Linked DNA regions of Mus musculus: all the other regions are linked to region 2. Evidence: chromatin contacts called from public promoter capture Hi-C data. All regions are on one chromosome and are shown on one strand. Each heading gives the region's core, a stretch centred on a gene start, on an enhancer-like site or on the middle of the called end of the contact. The rest is flanking DNA. Distances are from core to core; before and after follow the strand shown. Region 1 holds the start of Pdia3 (protein disulfide isomerase associated 3). Region 2 holds the start of Rmdn3 (regulator of microtubule dynamics 3). Region 3 holds the start of Mfap1b (microfibrillar-associated protein 1B). Region 4 holds the start of Eif3j1 (eukaryotic translation initiation factor 3, subunit J1). Region 5 holds the start of Zscan29 (zinc finger SCAN domains 29).

Region 1 (3,363 bases), core at 310-2,809, 2.3 Mb before region 2:
GTGTAAGAGCCCACAATTCTTCAATTGTATGACCTCCTTCAGACAAAGAAGCCAGACCCAAGCGACACCCCCTCAGTTAACAGCACCATTATGTAACTATGATAAATTCGGAGAGAACACGAATTCTAGAGACATATAGATGCTATCTATAATGTGTAATCAATGTGACTGTCAACCACAGAAGCCTGAACTGAAACACAATTTGCTTCCTGCCTCTTTAGGCAGTCTTCACTACAGGACTTTTGAGTGTGACCATCTAAGTCAGAGAAGCTAGAGATGTTAACAATCCCACTGGGTCAGAAGCAAAGGTAAGTTACAGTGTAACTATCACACTCTGTCTTACTGATACTTTTGAACAGGTTTGAATTAAGGGTCATTGTGCTAGGAGGGAAAAAATATTGACATCCTCTAAACTGTATGCCCTTGTAATAAATAATTGGTAAATTATCCTATCCACTACTCTAAGTGACAAAACTAGAAATCCTATTTGCTCTCCCTTCCCAAGCAAAGTTTTTATTTGGGGTCACACCCACTCGATAGAACTTACCCTTTTCTTAGGTTAAGCAGTGGTAACTTTCTTATCCAGAATGTTATCATTTTCTAGAATTATTTAATACTGAAATTATGATAGGTCCTAGTGAAATAATTCTTGTTGGTTTACTCTTTTAATAAGAGGCCTCTGCAGCTTAATGTAAAATAGTGTAAGCCATGCCATGAACCAACTAATGGCCTGTCTCAAGAAAGCACTTAGGATCTTTCTGCAGCTACAGAGTGACCTTGGTTAGAAACCAATGGCTCTAATGGGGTGGAGACAAAAAGAGAAAAAAAAAAAACCCCAGAACCTCACCACTTAAAAGAGGACCTCTGCCTCCTCTCTGAAGGCTTTGGGATGCCAGCCTTGTCTGCAGACCTGGGGACACATACACTGACTCACCTAGATACTGAAAGATAGACCGGAGGGGGAGGGGATGGGAGAACCCTCCACATAGGAAGTGCTGCAAGAACGCGGAGGTAAGGACGTGGCCCTACCCTGGAGTTTAGGCTTTCTGCTTTCCGGATCTGCCCCCGTCCCCACCCTACCTCGTCCTCACCCCACCCCCCACCCCGGGCGGAGCGCCTCCCGGTTCCCCACCGACTGGCAATGAGGCAGCCGCAGCCAGGCCTGCTAGATAGTGGAGGGCGCCCGCGCTGCGTAGGCCCAACCGCTCCCGCGCCCAGCCGGTCCTCCGGCCCTGATCCCGCAAAGTGGCCTCACCAGGGGGCGAAGAACTCGACTAGCATGAGCCCCGCCGAGCCCGTGTCGGAGACGCGACTCTCGAAGTTTTCGTCCGTCAGTTCCAACACATCGGAGGCGGCGGCGAGACGGGCCGAGGCGAGCAGCAGCGCCACGCCCGGGAGCAGAGCTAGGCAGCTGAAGCGCATGGCGGCGGGTCGCGGTCGGAGGGCCGGGACCGGAGAAATGAGATGGGAGAGCCCGCAATCTGCAGCCGCTTGCCTGCGCTCGCGCGTCTGGCCCGGGCAGACCCGCTGCCGAGGTCCCAACCCCCTAGGCCTGCTCGGGGCCCGCAGTGTGGCAGCCGCCGATTGGCTGCGTCACGCAGCGTCGGGCGGGCGGAACAGCTGGTAACTGCCGATTGGCGGGCGCGCGGGGCGAGGCGGGGCGGACGCTTAGGCGAACGCCCGCCGGTCTGGCTGTGGCGGAGGCCTGGACGGGGGGTCGGTGGGAAGTAGGGGGCTCAGCGAAGCCGGAGCGGCCCTGAGCGCCACCCGCTGGGGAGGAGTGAAGCTCTGGGCGCCGGCGCGGAAGGCGGAGGGGTGAAGTCAGGGCTGAGTGGGCGGAAGTGAGGCCCGCGAAAGGGCTGGAGGGGAGCTTGAGCTGTCTGTCCGGCTCCCTCCCTCCGGGGCATTGGGGCGCGCACGCACTTGAGCGCACCGCGACACGTTTTCCAAATGTCAGGCTGTTGCTTTGTCCAATTATAGGGCGTAGTAAGTCTACATCCTGCCGCTGCCCTACCTCGTATCCTGCTTTGTCAGGTCCACGTGAGGTCTGTATTCTTTGTCCAGCCTTAGGCCTCTGCCCTCCCTGCCTGCTGCTCCCCCCCCCCCCATTGTTGTTTGTTGGTTTGTTTGAGAGGGTGGGTAGCTGAGGATTGAGCCCAGAACCTTGCACATTGCTGGGCAAGTGATCCAACACTGGATTACATCCCTAGTCCTCTTTTGACTTTTTGAGTCATGTTCACACCAAGGTGTCCAGGCTGGCCTTGACTTCATACTGTAATCCGCGAAGGTCTAGAACTTTCCATCCTCTGGCCTCAGCCTCTCGAGTGGCTGAGACTGATAGTGTGCACTACGTACTAATAGGCACAGGCTCAGCTTTCACCTTTTTTTTTTTTTTTTTTTTTTTTTGAGGCAAGGAGGATTGGCTGCCCTGGAACTCACTATATAGACCAGGCAAATGTGGAACTCAACAGAGATCCACCATCCTCTTGAGACTGGAATATCTGTCTACACTGCCTGCCTTTTAAACTGATTTTTGTTTGTTTTTCAAGATAGTTTCTCTGTGTAGCCCTGGCTGTCCTTCACTAGGCTGTCTTTGAGCTCTGAGATTTGCCTGCCTCTATCTCCAGAGCGCTGGGATCCAAGCCATGGGCCACCTGCCTAACATTTAAGCCTAATTTTCAAAAAGAAGTGTTTAATTACAAATGCTGTCAGAAAGTGAAAATAACCCGAATATTTAGTTAGCTGTGAAGATATTTCTTATGACTTTTGTTTTTGTTTTTTTTTTGTTGTTGTTGTTGTTTTTGGCTTTTCGAGACAGGGTTTCTCTGTGCAGCCCTGGCTGTCCTGGAACTCACTTTATAGACCAGCCTGGCCTCTAACTCAGAAATCCGCCTGCCTCTGCCTCCCAAGTGCTGGGATTAAAGGCGTGCACCACCACTGCCTAGCTTCTTATGACTTTTATGTCTTTTGCTTAGATGAAAAACAAAATCCGTACCGAACAACAACAAAATACCTTTGAGTCTTTCAATGTGTTTATTCTTAACTGCTCATAGCTTTTTTTGTGTGGGCTTCTTGAATCTCTAAAAGGCAAAGAAGCTGGGGGAGGAGAGAGCCTGCTAATTGTAGTATAATTCTTAAGCATGACATCCTTGGTTCTACTTTCTTAACAGACATGGCACAAGAACAAGGACATTTCCAGCTGCTCAGAGCTGATGCTATCCGTTCAAAGCTCATTGACACTTTCTCGCTCATAGAGCATTTGCAGGGCTTGAGCCAAGCCGTACCAAGGCACACTCTCCGGGAGATACTTGGTTAGTAACCCTCATTCACACTAAACGTGATATTCCTGTCCATATCCTCAAG
Region 2 (3,450 bases), core at 239-2,738:
ACAGCGGCAGGTGGATTGCTGTGAGTTCAAGACCCTCCTGGTCTACAAAGAGAGTTCTAGGGGCTGGCAAGATGGCTCAGTGGTTAAGAGCGTCACCTGCTCTTCCGAAGGTCCCAAGTTCAAATCCCAGCAACCACATGGTGGCTCACAACCATCCATAATGAAATCTGATGCCCTCTTCTGGAGTAGCTGAGGACAGCTACAGTGTACTTACATATAATAAATAAATAAATCTTAGAGAGAGAGAGAGAGAGAGAGAGAGAGAGAGAGAGAGAGAGAGAGTTAGTTCTAAAGCAGCCAGCACCATACAGAAAAACCCCATCTCAACAAACAAACCAACCAACCCAAAACAAAAACTCAAACCAAGAAACAAAAAAGACAGTGGAGGGCTGGAGAGATGGCTCAGTGGTTAAGAGCACTGACTGCTTTTCCAGATGTCCTGAGTTCAATACCCAGCAACCACATGGTGGCTCACCACAACCATCTGTGATGGATTTTGATCCCCTCTTCTGGTGCTGTCTGAAGACATCTAGAGTGTACTCATATACATAAAATAAATAAATAAATCTTTGAAAAAAAAAGAGACAGTGGGATTATCTAAGTCCTCTAAAACCTGTGTCTATCTTAAAATGGTGAGATACTTTATATTATATTCATTTATATATGAATACATTTGGAGGCAGACAAATCTGTAGTCTTGAATTTGGAAGGCCAAAGCAGAAGGCCAGAGACGCCAAAGCTTGGCTTTATGACAAAGACCATATCCCAGCTTTTGGCAGAGTTGGGGTTCAGAAGGCTCACAAGATCGAGGTCTCTCTGTGCTACAGAGCGAATTCAAAGCTAACTTCAGCAACTTGAGGTCTGGTCTCAAAATTTAAAAGTCCCCCCTCCTCAAAATAAAAAAAAAAAAGTTTGATGATGTGGTTCAGTGGCACAGCACTTGCCAGTCTGGGCTATATAGTGATCCCCTGACTTAATAAAGCAGCAACATACAAAGCAAAGATAGCAGAAATGGTATGTATCAGACCCAGTTTCTCTGTGGAGCCCTGGCTGTCCTGAAGCTTGCTCTGTAGACTATACAGTCCTGATTAGATTCGAACTCGCAATGATCCTCCTGGTCCAGGGGCCCTGGCTTGAAGAGGATTTTTGAAAACTTGTAGGAGTCCCAGCGATGTAGGGACATCTTATCGATAACCAACAACTTACTCCAATTTCATCTAGCAGTGGCGCTGTTGTTTGGGGTTTGACTGGAAAAATCGGTAAACGACTCAGCTGAAAATAAAGCCAGTGTTAAGAAGAGGTGGGGGTGGTGGCATCTTCCAGGTATAAGCAGCGTGAGATTTGCGGAGCACATTCTGGCCGTAGCACCGGGTAAAGTCCACCCAGAGGCTCGGACACTAGACAGCCCAACCCACCTTCGCGGCCCCGGTAACCGCACAGCGTCCATTCGCCGATGTAGCCCCGCCCACAGAACCCGGGTGGGAGGCAGAGCCTCGTGCGTCATCTCCACGCGCGTCTCACCGTGCGCGGAGCAGGTGGCGCGGATTAAGGACGTCAAAATCATTGACAGAGTGAAAGCGCGGTGCCTGCTGCTGCCATGGTGGCTGGTGGCTGGGTAAGGGTCTGAGTTGGTCTCCTGCGGGCCCAGCGTGGCTTCGGGGGGCGCCGGAAGGCCGAGAGTGTGCAGCCGGCTGCGAGGTTGTCACGTACAGGGTGTTGGGAGGCCAGGGGCGCGGAAGCCGGACTGCACTGGGCAGGGGCGCGTTGGACCGGCGCTGCTGCCTCTTGGCAGGGCGTCCGTCTGCGCCGGGGGCTGCGGCACCCGCGGGCTGGACCTGGGTGAGCCGGGGGCTGCGGCACCGTCCGGCCGGACCTGGGTGAGGCCGTGGCTAACGGGTTCTGCCTCGGGGGTGGAGGGCCGGCCTCATGACTCTCTCTCGGTTCGCTCCTGTTTCTTACGCGGGCTGCAGGTACACTATGTCTAGACTGGGGGCCCTGGGCGGCTCCCGCGCCGGGTTGGGACTGTTACTTGGTACTGCCGCCGGCCTTGGATTCCTGTGCGTCCTTTACAGCCAGCGATGGAAACGGACCCAGCGCCATGGCCGGAGTCACAGTCTGCCCAACTCCCTGGACTATGCGCAGGCTTCAGAGCGTGGACGCCAGGGTAAGAGCACAGGTCATAACTTACTGATGGCACTGGGGCTCGGGCTGTCTTTCGCAGAGCAGGATGGCGGGGCAGTGGAAAGGCTGAGTTTCACAGTTTTAGGAAAAACTCACCAAAAAGGAAAGCTGTGCCCTTTCCTCCGATTCCAGGAAAGCTTGGTGCAGGACTGTAGCTTTCACTTTTAGTTCTGGTCGCGCCCATGAATGTGTACGGAGGGCATTTGAGAAGTGCTGGGTGAGGGGTGTGTTTGACAGAGGAAGAGTCTGAAAGAAGGAAAAAGAAATAATCTCATTGGAATTAAAAGTTCTGGTGGCGTGAATATATGTATCCAGATATGAAGTCGTGTTTGGAGAGTAATCCAAGTTTGAAAAATCCCTTTTATGAAGAAAGATTCATAGGGATTGTGTAACTTTCTCGAGGTTGTTACAGAGTAAGAGGTAAAGCTGGACCCAGTCGTCTGGTCCAGTGGACTTTCCACAGCACAGGCTGAGAGCACATTCATGCAACTCAAGCCAAATGGTTGAAAGCCAGCAGTGACAGATGAAATGGATTTCGTTTTGTAAAAAGTCTTCAGGTTAAGTCATTTAAGCAGAGCAGCTGGGGCTTTGAATCGCTCCCCTTATTTGGGTGACAGAGGCTCGTGTAGCCCCCCTCGTTCCGTGCTGATTGGAAATGTTTTCTGTGACCACTGCACTCATATATCTTCTGATTCAGTGCTAACTGGGAATGTGAGTTCTGCAAGAGTGTCTGCGCACTTATCACCCTAGGTTGCAGCTGTCAGCGTCTGATAACATAGTGGTAACGTGGCAGGGCCAGTGACCTGGCTTTCTCCTCACTTGTACTTTGCTCATTTGTTATGTTTTAGCAGTTGTCTGGCCTCCCATGAGGATGGGAGAAAGCCTACGCATTCTAGTTATCTTCCTTGGTGTACCCTGGCACTGCTGGCCTAGATTTCCTCTAACGAGGGATGTATGCATGTCTGCTCCATGGGGCCTGCCGTCTTCCATATTGTATATTCTAGTCCAGTTGCTTTAAATGTCTACCAAGTTCCTAATTCATTCACGCTCAGTTCAGGGTGAGAGGATTCAGCTTGGTAACTATTTTCTTACGGAGCTTGGCCAGTTTTTTTCCATGGACCTTTTCTTGGTGACTGTTCATTTTCTTTTTGCTCTGCTCTGATGAGATTAATTATGGCCTCAAGAGAGGCAGTTACTATTCACTCAGAGATCAGGATTTGAACAAACCCAGTTTTTGTTTTACTGGGTAGTTGGTGTTGACTACCTGGT
Region 3 (3,337 bases), core at 140-2,639, 2.3 Mb before region 2:
CCCAAGCCTAGCATCTTTATCTTACTCCCAGAGCCTCCATAAGGGCCATTTCTCACTATTGTCCTCTGATCATCATATATGGCATGGCTCACCCACCCCAATAATAAGAATTTGGGGTTTTTTGTTTTGTTTTGTTTTTGTTTGTTTGTTTGTTTTGTTTTTTCGAGACAGGGTTTCTCTGTAAAGGGTTTCTCACTTTGTAGACCAGGCTGGCCTCGAACTCAGAAATCTGCCTGTCTCTGCCTCCCCGGTGCTGGGATTAAAGGTGTGAGCCATCACACTCGGCAGAATTTGCTAAAGGTAGACACTTCTGTTTCTCTCAGGTTAACATTTAGTGCATAGTTGTTTACAAACTCTGAGGGGTTCTAACTTGAACTTCTTATTTTTATGTATATCTTTGGGGCTCCCCCCCTTAATTTAGATGGGAGGGTAATGTGGTTATAATCCAATAAACATTTTTAATAATAACAACAACAACAAAAATATTTTTGTCTACTCTGGCCTTCTAAAGCTTTTCTGCTTGTAAGCTTCGTCCTTGTTTGACTCATTGAAAATCCTCACTAAAGTTTGTCAATTTCCTGTCTTCACCAAGCAAGGACACAGGTGAAAAAATTTGATAATTATATTAACAGAACCTTCAAAGTCCTATATAATATTGTACTCCCTCCCAGAATTTTTACTGTGTAGACCGACTAGCCTCAATTACAGAAATCCACCTGCCACGGTCTTTCCAGTGCTAGAATAAGGGCATGTGTGTCCAAATCAACAATTGGCCCCTAAGGGATTCTCCTTTTTTTTTTTTTTTTTTTCTTTTGAAGAGTCTTCTCTTGTTGCCTAAGCTGGCCTACAAAACACGGCAATCCTCTTTCACCTTCCCAAATGCTGGGATTACAGACGTGACCCACGTATCCGGATGAAACACTTTACACTTCTAGCTTTTTATTTTTTATTTGTTTTTTCTTTTTTGTTTTTTCAAAACAGGGTTTCTCTGCGTAGCCCTGGCTGTCCTGAAACTCACTCTGTAAACCAGGCTGTCCTCGAACTCAGAAATCCGCCTGCCTCTGCTTCTTACTGGGATTAAAGGGGTGCACCATCATTTTCGGCCACACTTCTAGCTTTAAACAGTATGCACCAACAGTCTCTCCTAAAATGTAATAAATAAAATCTTTAATCCGAACCTTCCTGGACCTTACCAAAACCAAAAGAAACAACTGTCAGACAGGAGGACCTTCCAGTTCTTGAGCGGTTGAAGACGAGAAAATTGCCTTAGGAAAGCGCACAAATTTCAAGCTAGCCCTTTAAGCGATCAGCGCTCAGCCGCCCTCCAATTACCCACAATCCTCTGTTATGTACTTCCGGTTCCTCTACCTCTGCCGGAAGTTGTTTCTGTCAGTTGCGCAGCTGTGTCCAGCACAGCCTGTGGGACGCGGCGTTCTGCTCCTTGCTCTTCGTTGTTGGGATTGAGTCCGTTTTGGAGAGTCTCCGCGGCAGCCGTCACCATGTCGGTCCCAAGCGCACTCATGAAGCAGCCGCCCATCCAGTCTACGGCTGGGGCCGTCCCAGTTCGAAACGAGAAAGGTACGGGCTCCCCTCCCCTCCGGTTGGCTCTGAACTCTTTCATCCTGAGTATCTCTCAAACCTGCCTTACGCCGACCATGCCAGCTCGGCTGGCCCTTAAAACCTAGCTGCAGTTTCTTCCTGCGTCCCGCCTAAAGTCACAGGTGGCGTAGAGAAAGGGGATAGCGGGATCCACTTGCATCTACCTGATCGATTTAGTGAGGAGATCTCTCTCGAAATATGAAGTAAAGGAGGCTGGAGAGGCAGATCAGCGGTTGAGAGGACGTACTGCTGTACCACAGGGCGCAAGTTCAATTGCCAGCAGTCACTTCAGGTGACTCAACAACAACCTGGGACCCCAAGTCTAGGGAGATCTGACACCTCTGGCTTCTGCCAGTACCTACGCTTGTGCACATATCCACACATAGCATCCTTACAAATGATGATAATAATAATGCTGCATAGATGGCTCAACCGTTAAAGGCCAGGCTCACAGGCAGAACAGTAACAAAAATCAAAATATAAGAAGAAAGTGGGGCTGGCGAGATGGCTCAGTGGTTAAGAGCACCGACTGCTCTTCCCAAGGTCCTGAGTTCAAATTCCAGCAACCACATGGTGGCTCACAACCATCCATAACGAAATCTAATGCCCTCTTCTGGAGTGTCTGAAGACGGCTACAGTGTACTTACATATAATAAATAAATAAAATCTTTAAAAAAAAAAAGAAGAAAGTGAGCTAGAGGCCTATGTTGTGTGTTTCTTTTCACTGTAATTGTTTTGTTTGTTTATTTTTAAGTGTATGAATGCTTTGCTTCCATGCATGGATATGCACCATGTGGGTGCAGTACCCACAGAGGCCAGAGGAGGGCCTGGAGTATCAGACTGTAACAGACTGCCATGCAGATGCTGGAAAATTGATCCAGGACCTCTGTATGAGCAGCAGAGCCTCTTAGCTGCTGAGCCACCTCTTGAGCTCCACCCTGTTTGTGTTATAGAAGAGATCTCCCGATTCAGCACAAGAGCTGGAGGAAAAGGTAGAAGCTGGCTAGTCAGAACGTTAAGTTAGGTCGTAAAGGCTGCCACAGCACCGCAGAGAGAGAAGCTAGGAAGAGAGCTGCCCTTACTGTGCCTGAGGTCAGACCCCGAGCATCCACATAGACACCTTGTGGGGAGAAGAGACGAGTTAGGAACTTTAGGCTTGATGGCTGGGCTAATAATAGCTGAAACAGCAAGCAACAGGTTCAGTGAAAGAACCTGTCTCAAGAAAGTTGTACAAAACAAAGAGAAAAAAAAAAAAGAAAGTTGTAGAAAACACATAAGTGTGGGCATATGCATTTAAGCAGTCAGTAGGCAGAGGCAGACAGCTCTGTGAGTTTCAAACCAGCTTGGTCCTTGCCAGCCAGGTCTGCATAAAGAGACCCTGCCTCTGAAAAATGAACATAAAAAACTAAAAAAAAAAAAAAAAAAAAAAAAAAAGAAGAAGAAAGAAAGAAAGGTATTTGGACTGGCAGATGGGTCTGTGGTTAAGGGCAATTGTTGCTCTTATAGAGGACTATGTGGCCCAGTCATCCATGACTCTAATTCCAGGGGACCTGAACTACTTTTCTGACTTTCTCAAACATCAAGCGATCCTATGTCGAGTCACCCAGGTGGCACTGGTTTGGAAGGTATGAACAGGTCATGAAGAACAGCTGAGGCTTAGCACTGTGAGGGGCCATGGAAGGCCATTGAGGAAAGTGCAGCCTTAGTTGCAGTTAATGGCCCAGGACTAAAGGGGTTA
Region 4 (3,496 bases), core at 636-3,135, 2.9 Mb before region 2:
CAAAATTAGTTATAAAGTAGCAAAAAATAACTTTATGCTTGGGAGAGGTCACCACAACATGTTAAATACAAGCTAAAAGTTCACAGCACCAGGAAGGTCCACAACCACTGTTAAGTGATACGAATTATAAACATCAGGAATGACACCATTTACATTCCATAACCCCAGGTAGATACTACATGGCATCATTACTGAAAGCTTTAAACAACCTTTTGGCATTTATTCCCGCCTCCTTTACTTTCCCCCCACTGTCCCCTGTTTTGTTTTAAACTTACTCCCATCTCTTGACTTTTTTTTTTTCCCAAGACTTATTTATTATTACATATAAGTACACTGTAGGAGGGCATCAGATTTCATTACAGATGGGTGGCTAGTGGTTACTGGGATTTGAACTCAGGACCTTCAGAAGAGCAGTCAGTGCTCTTAATCGCTGAGCCATCTCTCCAGCCCAACTTTAACTTCTTTAACTTTATAAGATGTCCTAACTTCTACTTCCTAGGAAAAGTGAAAAGTCAAAACTGAAAATCTGCCGTGATAGGATAATATAAGGTCGGTAACAAACCATGCCCAAGTGTATACATACAATAGATAAAGAAAGCACGTAAGTAGCCAGTCAACAGCACTATTATTAACTTCATTATTAACTTCAATGTACACAAAGATCACTTCATTCCTCAAATTCAGGCTGTCTGGTAAAGTAGACATACACTTCAGCAAAGTTCAGAGTAAAAATGAAAAATCCAAACAGTATATCTAAAGCTGTAAGATGAGCCCGTGAGAGTTTTTAAGAACAATAAAGGTGAATAGGACTCGAATTTACAATACAAAAAAAAAAAAAAACAAACAAACCACTGGCCCCTGGTCTACCACAACCACCAACTCTTTGGGGTTTTTTTCTAAGCCTGTCTGTCCCTGTGTAGATGAATAACTGTTAGCTCTGTTTTTCAGAGTTCACAGTTCTGTCCACTAACCCGATGGTTATCTCAGTGCTCTCAGTTCATCCTTCTTACCACAGGGTGGGGGAAGGGAGAGCTAAAAGTTGTTTTACTACTCCAATTCTAGTTTAGAAAATTCAATGTATTTTCTCCATCTAATCGCTCAAACGAGCTACCGGCCTTCACAATCATACCTAAGTTACTGACACATGGGAGAGCCGAACTAGGAAAAGCGGATCCACGACTTTCCATATGGGACAAACACTGAAACCGAGTTCCCGATCTGTTCGCCTAGTTTCGGTGAGAGGTTCTGGACTGCGAAGATAGCACGTGGGCCGACCGGACTGCTGCTGTCACTTCTCGTCTCCAGTTAGGTTCCAGGCCAGAGAGCCGACCCTCGGTGAAGGGCTGGGGCCCAGGCGGTCACCACCCTCCGCAGAGTCCGGCCGGACAAGCTGCCGCCTTGCTGCCCACATGGCCGTCCAGCCGAGGGAACCTCCGGGCCGAAGCTCACGCGGGACCCACGGCCCGCAGGCCCGGGCGGCGCCCCGGGGGCCCGATCTCCCCGCCCGCAGCCGGCGCCCACGGGCGTAGCCTGGCTCCCGGGCCCGAACCTACCTTCACGTCCTCGTCCTCGTCCTCGCCTTCCCAGCGGTCCCCGCCGGCCGTGCCGCCGCCCGCGACCTTCCGCACCGGGTCCTCCATAGAGAACGTGTCCGCGTCTACGGAAGAGAGCGAGTCGCGTTAGTACCCGCGTGGGAGCGGGGCCGCCACAGCCCGCATTTGGGCCGGAACTTCTGCTCACCCCAAGAGTCTGAGTCCCCCGCCGCCGCTGCCGCCGCCGCCGCCGCCGCCATCTCGAACCGGGGGTGAGCGTGTGCGATGGGAAGAGCTGCGAAGAGTTAGCGCGGCAGAGGTGAGTCACTGGGCTGGCTCTCGTTGGCCCGCGCAGGGCAGGCTGGGACAGTGGCTGACTGGGCGCCCGGCAGAGGCTCCGCCCCACGGGCGACGCGCGCGGCAGGGGCGGGGCGGGCGGGGTGGGGCGACGCTGGGCTGGGAGACGCGGACCAGCCTGGTCCCCCCAAGCCACACCCCTCACCCCCTCATCCCCCACCCCCCGCGAGAAGAGAAAGGAAGTGCGCACGCGTGAGTCGGGCGGTGCTCGGCTAGCGAGTGGGTCTTCTAGTGCTGGCTGATCGTGAGCCGGCAGCAGGCGAGCAGCGAGGAGGAAGTGGACAGGGCAGATATCCCGTGGCCTCCTAGCATTCGGGCACGGAGATGGAAGTATACTCCAAGTCTCCCTGGTTCTCCCTTCCGGTGATCACCCGAAGTCCTGCACGGTGATTGTTTTGGCGAAAACATTTCGGAGTTCCGTGGTCCGTCCCAGGCTTATTCTAGTTTGTCCTCAACACAGTAGCAAAATAGTTATGTAAACAGATTTCGACACAGTGCAGTGGCTGCAACAAAAAGAAGCATTATGAGGTTAGATGTTAAAAAGGTAGCATTAACGACGACGGAAGTTTCAGTTTTCTGCCCGCGGTAGGCACTGGTGAAGCTGGAGTTTGAGAAACCAAGTGACTTGTGCTCCGGTGCATTTCTGGTAGAGAGAAGGCTTGTGGTGCTCATCTGAGTGCATTCTAACAGGTAAACTGATAAAAAGAACCTAAAAGGAGCAAAATTCTCTCCCCCTTGGCACAGGGCTTCCCAGTAAGGACATTAAGAAGGAAGGAGCTAGTTTAGATATTGTCTGATTTTCCAATATATTCATTGTTTTTAAAGTTTTTTGTTTTGTTTTGCTTTGTTTTTAAGACAAGTTTCTCTCTGTAGCCTGGGCTGTCCTGGAACTCGCTCTGTGAACCAGGCTGGCTCCCAGGTGCTGGGATTAAAGGCATGAGCTTAGGTTTTAAGTCTTTAAAAAAAACAGACACACATCAGCCATTCTTAGTACTTTCCGTTTCTTGTGTATTTTTCGTCTACAAGTAAACATTTTATAAGGTGGTCTTTCAAGAAATGTTCTACCGCAATTTTTTTGTGTTTGTTTGTTTGTTTGTTTGTTTTCGAGACAGGATTTCTCTGTGTAGCCCTGGCTGTCCTGGAACTCACTCAGTAGACCAAGCTGGCCTCAAACTCAGAAATCAGCCTGCCTCTGCCTCCCGAGAGCTGGGATTAAAGGCGTGCGCCACCACGCTCAGCTGTTCGACAGCATTATTAAAATGAGAGATGACGCTCTATAAAAGAAAGCATCCGCCCAGCGTGGTGGCACACGTGGTGGCCAGCCTGGTCTACAGAGTGCCAGGACAGCCAGGGCTACACAGAGAAGTCCTGTCTCAAAAAACCAAAAAAAAAAAAAAAAAAAATCCATTTATGATTTTACAAAGTACCTAGTACATAAGTATAGGATAAAACCAAGAGCCTCTGCCTTCCTTGCATTACCACTGAGCTATGCGATTTCCAACTCGAATGAATTAATTCTGCAAGGATAACTCAAGCCCAAATTAAGCCAGTGACAATGGAGAGGAAGGAACCAGTCTGAAAACTATTTTAAGGTCAAAGGCAACAGA
Region 5 (3,240 bases), core at 133-2,632, 2.0 Mb before region 2:
CTGAGTTAAATCCCTGAAACCTACACAAATGTGGGAAGAGAGAAGTGACTCCATAAAGTTGACCTCTTCATACACTCTGTGACATATATGCCCACACTCATACAACATAGACACATACTCTAGTTTTAAAAAAAAAAATTCTAGTTTAGGCTTAATTACTGTGAAAAAGTCAACTCCACCTTGAAGTCACTGATACCATTTTACACAACACACTTAGACACATTTGTAGTTGTCATTCTTTTCTTTGCCTTTCTCTGCCCTCTGTTCCCTTCTTTTCTTGCTTTCTTTTTTGAGAGAAGGTTCCACAGTGAAGCCCAGGCTGGACTTGAATCACACCAATAATCCTGCTTCAACTTCCCAAAGGCTGGGATTACAGGCACAAACACTACGCCTGGCTATTAAACTCAGTGTTGCCAATTTAGTTTCGGCAAAATATTGAGTATCACGCTATATCTGGGCTTCTCACGGGGGTTGGGGGAGATAAAGGAACAGAGGGGGAGAGGAAGAGAAAACAACTAACGGGTACATTCCTGTTATACTCTTCTAATTACAGGAAAAACCCCCTCTCAAGTTCTTCACCTGGTACAGAAATTTTCGAAGAAAGGAGGGAAACACCATATGTTTACAAATTCATTTTTTTCATCCAACACAATTTACTGAGTATTGTGTCTTGAGCGCTTTGTATACATTTCCACTACTTTCAAAATTCAATTTGAATCAATGCAAGAGTTCCCTATCCCTCCCCCTTTTCCCTCAAATAACTATCATCTAATTCCAGCTACACATTTAGGGATTCAGTTTAACAACAAATTCATATGCAGTGAAAAGAAGTGTGGTTCTATCCACTCCTAGTGGTTCTCTAGCAGGAGTCGCGGGACCGCAGGGCCCCCATAGCCGGAGCTCCGTAGGGTTGGCCCTCGGTTTCTCCCCGCTCGCGGGCGCCGGTCGGTTGGAGTTCCCCGGGTCCCGCCCCTTCGCTGCGGCTCAGCTGCACCCGCCGCGCGGCAAGCGACTCGTCTCTGACCCCCTGCATACCTGCAGGCCACTCCGCTTGTTCCAGGTGAAAATGGACCCTGGGTACCCACTCAGGGCCAAGAGCAGTTCGTGAATCATTTCTAGGGCGGCTCGGGAGTCCCTAGATCTACCACCTCCTCTTTTCAGCGCCTCTCCGGGCGACCCCTCACACCCAGCGGAATCTCTTGCCCTGAATCCCCGCAGTCCACCGGGAGAGGAGATGCCACAGAGCCGCGCGCCGCATCCCGGAAGTGCGCGCGGCCCAGGCGCCCACCGCCTCGCTCCCGCCGCGGAGCCGCGAGGAGGCGCCGGTGCCGTCGCGCATGCGTCCTGGGCTCCAGGAGAAGCCCGCTCGGACTTCCGGCTTGAGAGCGGGACTGAGGCTAGCCCAGGAGGGGAAGGGATGAGAGTGAGTTGAGAAGCTGGTTGAGAGAGACGCGGCCTGGGGTGGGCCGGCGGGAGTCCTCAGGACGCCTTGGCAGGGTCTGTGGCATTTTGACCGACTGCCGACGTCTCCCAGAGTGACCCGGCCGGAGGGAAGAAAACAAAGCTGGAACTTGGCAGCCGCCGCTGTGGAGCTGTGCTCGAAGCCCACGGACTCGCAGCACCGGCCCGCATCGGCCTCGTTCTCAGGAGACCCACCACTGCCGCCCCTCGAGCTTCCTCGCTTCACCAACTCCTGTAACTCTCCCCTAGTCCACCTCAATTTAGAAGCCCAAGTCGGCTCCCCCGGTGCGCGACCTTCCCCATCTGTCGCCCCGGAACTCTTGCCGAGTTCTTACTTCGTTCGGGAGGCGCGAGCAAGAGACCCAGTGTTCGGCACTTGACTTTGGTTCGGGGTGGAAATTTGTAGTTTGGTGTTCAAGGGGCGGGGCAGACACCAGGAGCTTCTGGAAGGACGGCGGTGGTTCTAGGGGAGAATAGCCGGCGCTCGCTGGACAGAGGCTTTTTGTTGTCGTTCGCCAAACGTTTTGACCGATTTGATCTGGGGCGCTAATGATTTACCTGAGGTGGGAGCGAAGCGGACAGATTTTTCTTTTCTCTGCAACTTCCTGGGGATACTCTAAACGTCACCTAGAAATGCAGTTTTTAAAAGGTCATTTTCACCTTGCCTATTGATTTGCTGTCCTGAAAAGGTACTGCCTCAGAAGGCCACTTCGAGCATATTGAAAGTCAGGCCGGCTCTGACAAGGTTTTAAACATGTAAAGATACTCTCCTCAGATAGCGCCATTTCTCTCTACTCTAGGATAAAACTCCTTTTTACAGAGAGACTCATCTGCAGGTGTTTCTCCAAGGGCATGCAAAGATAGTGTAATAAGTCCTAGAACCCAGACAGTGAGGAGAGAAACGGCTTTCTGCTGTGAAAGATGGCCAAACCCACTCGGAGAGGAAATGGCACAAGCTCTGAAAGCTTACGACAGCGCTTCAGAAGATTCCATTACCAGGAGGTGGCTGGGCCCCGGGAGGCTTTCAGCCAACTATGGGAACTTTGCTGTCGGTGGCTAAGGCCGGAGGTGCGGACCAAGGAGCAGATTGTAGAATTGTTGGTGCTAGAGCAATTCCTGACTGTGCTACCTGTGGAGATCCAGAACTGGGTACAGAAGCAATGTCCAGAAAATGGAGAGGAGGCGGTGACACTGGTGGAAGATTTAGAAAGAGAGTCTGGAAGACCTGGACATTCGGTGAGGAGGAGGGGGAATACAGTCAGAAGTGTGTGGCTGGGGAGAGACAAGGATGGAGGGGCAGTTTAAGATCAGTCGGATGTAAAGAGGTTTGGTGATTTTGATACTTCTGATCTGGAAGGGTTACTTTTTCAGGTAGGGCTTGCTTGGAGATGCCTACTCTGTTACAGTAAGTCTTTCACTTCAGTTTCTTAAGAGAAAAAATGGGGGAAGTTTCTTTTCCAGCTGCTATTTGGGTTTCTGTTTGATCTTTCTGCAGTTTCAACCACTCTAAGCTGATGATAACGGAATAAACACTTGTCTGTCCTACTCCCCACCCTCCACTCTGGCCTGGCCTCAGAGGATGGTCTCCCCCTGGGAATGCCCCTTGTTATGACCATGTCAATTAACGGGGGGTTATTTCTAGGTCACAGTCTCTGTGAAGGGGCAGGAAATGCACTCGGAGAAGATGACACCCCTGAAATCATCACAGGAGTTATTAAGTGTTCTGCAGGAGTCAGTGGAACCCCAGCCCAAGGGTGTATCCAAGAAAGAGAGGGCAAG

The links. Promoter capture Hi-C pulls out the DNA fragments that hold promoters and counts their contacts.
Region 1: a contact with region 2 is called in a promoter capture Hi-C map of liver, with 2.8 times the contacts expected there. The contact joins the promoter of Pdia3 here to the promoter of Rmdn3 in region 2.
Region 3: a promoter capture Hi-C map of liver shows a contact between it and region 2, with 6 times the contacts expected there. The contact joins the promoter of Mfap1b here to the promoter of Rmdn3 in region 2.
Region 4: a promoter capture Hi-C map of liver shows a contact between it and region 2, with 6 times the contacts expected there. The contact joins the promoter of Eif3j1 here to the promoter of Rmdn3 in region 2. A contact is called at or near these places in 2 of 39 promoter capture datasets (both in liver).
Region 5: a contact with region 2 is called in a promoter capture Hi-C map of liver, with 5 times the contacts expected there. The contact joins the promoter of Zscan29 here to the promoter of Rmdn3 in region 2. A contact is called at or near these places in 3 of 39 promoter capture datasets (liver and pre-B cells).

Annotation. Positions count from the first base shown.
Region 1 is chr2:121,412,098-121,415,460 of GRCm38.p6, reverse strand. Pdia3 (protein disulfide isomerase associated 3) reads right to left here and starts at 1,559. Exons shown (of 13, transcript NM_007952.2): 1 at 1,256-1,559. The coding sequence starts at 1,422. It overlaps Catsper2 (cation channel, sperm associated 2), which reads left to right and starts at 1,669. Exons shown (of 13, transcript NM_153075.3): 1 at 1,669-2,045; 2 at 3,171-3,311. The coding sequence starts at 3,173.
Region 2 is chr2:119,155,072-119,158,521 of GRCm38.p6, reverse strand. It overlaps Rmdn3 (regulator of microtubule dynamics 3), which reads left to right and starts at 1,488. Exons shown (of 13, transcript NM_001033136.3): 1 at 1,488-1,615; 2 at 1,971-2,164. The coding sequence starts at 1,978.
Region 3 is chr2:121,472,075-121,475,411 of GRCm38.p6, reverse strand. It overlaps Mfap1b (microfibrillar-associated protein 1B), which reads left to right and starts at 1,389. Exons shown (of 7, transcript NM_001081975.3): 1 at 1,389-1,578. The coding sequence starts at 1,500. It also overlaps the pseudogene Gm14018.
Region 4 is chr2:122,026,969-122,030,464 of GRCm38.p6, reverse strand. Eif3j1 (eukaryotic translation initiation factor 3, subunit J1) reads right to left here and starts at 1,885. Exons shown (of 8, transcript NM_144545.4): 1 at 1,741-1,885; 2 at 1,554-1,657. The coding sequence starts at 1,792.
Region 5 is chr2:121,169,267-121,172,506 of GRCm38.p6, reverse strand. It overlaps Zscan29 (zinc finger SCAN domains 29), which reads left to right and starts at 1,382. Exons shown (of 5, transcript NM_001290819.1): 1 at 1,382-2,697; 2 at 3,104-3,240. The coding sequence starts at 2,383. Tubgcp4 (tubulin, gamma complex associated protein 4) reads right to left here and starts at 1,339. Exons shown (of 18, transcript NM_153387.3): 1 at 1,036-1,339. The coding sequence starts at 1,113.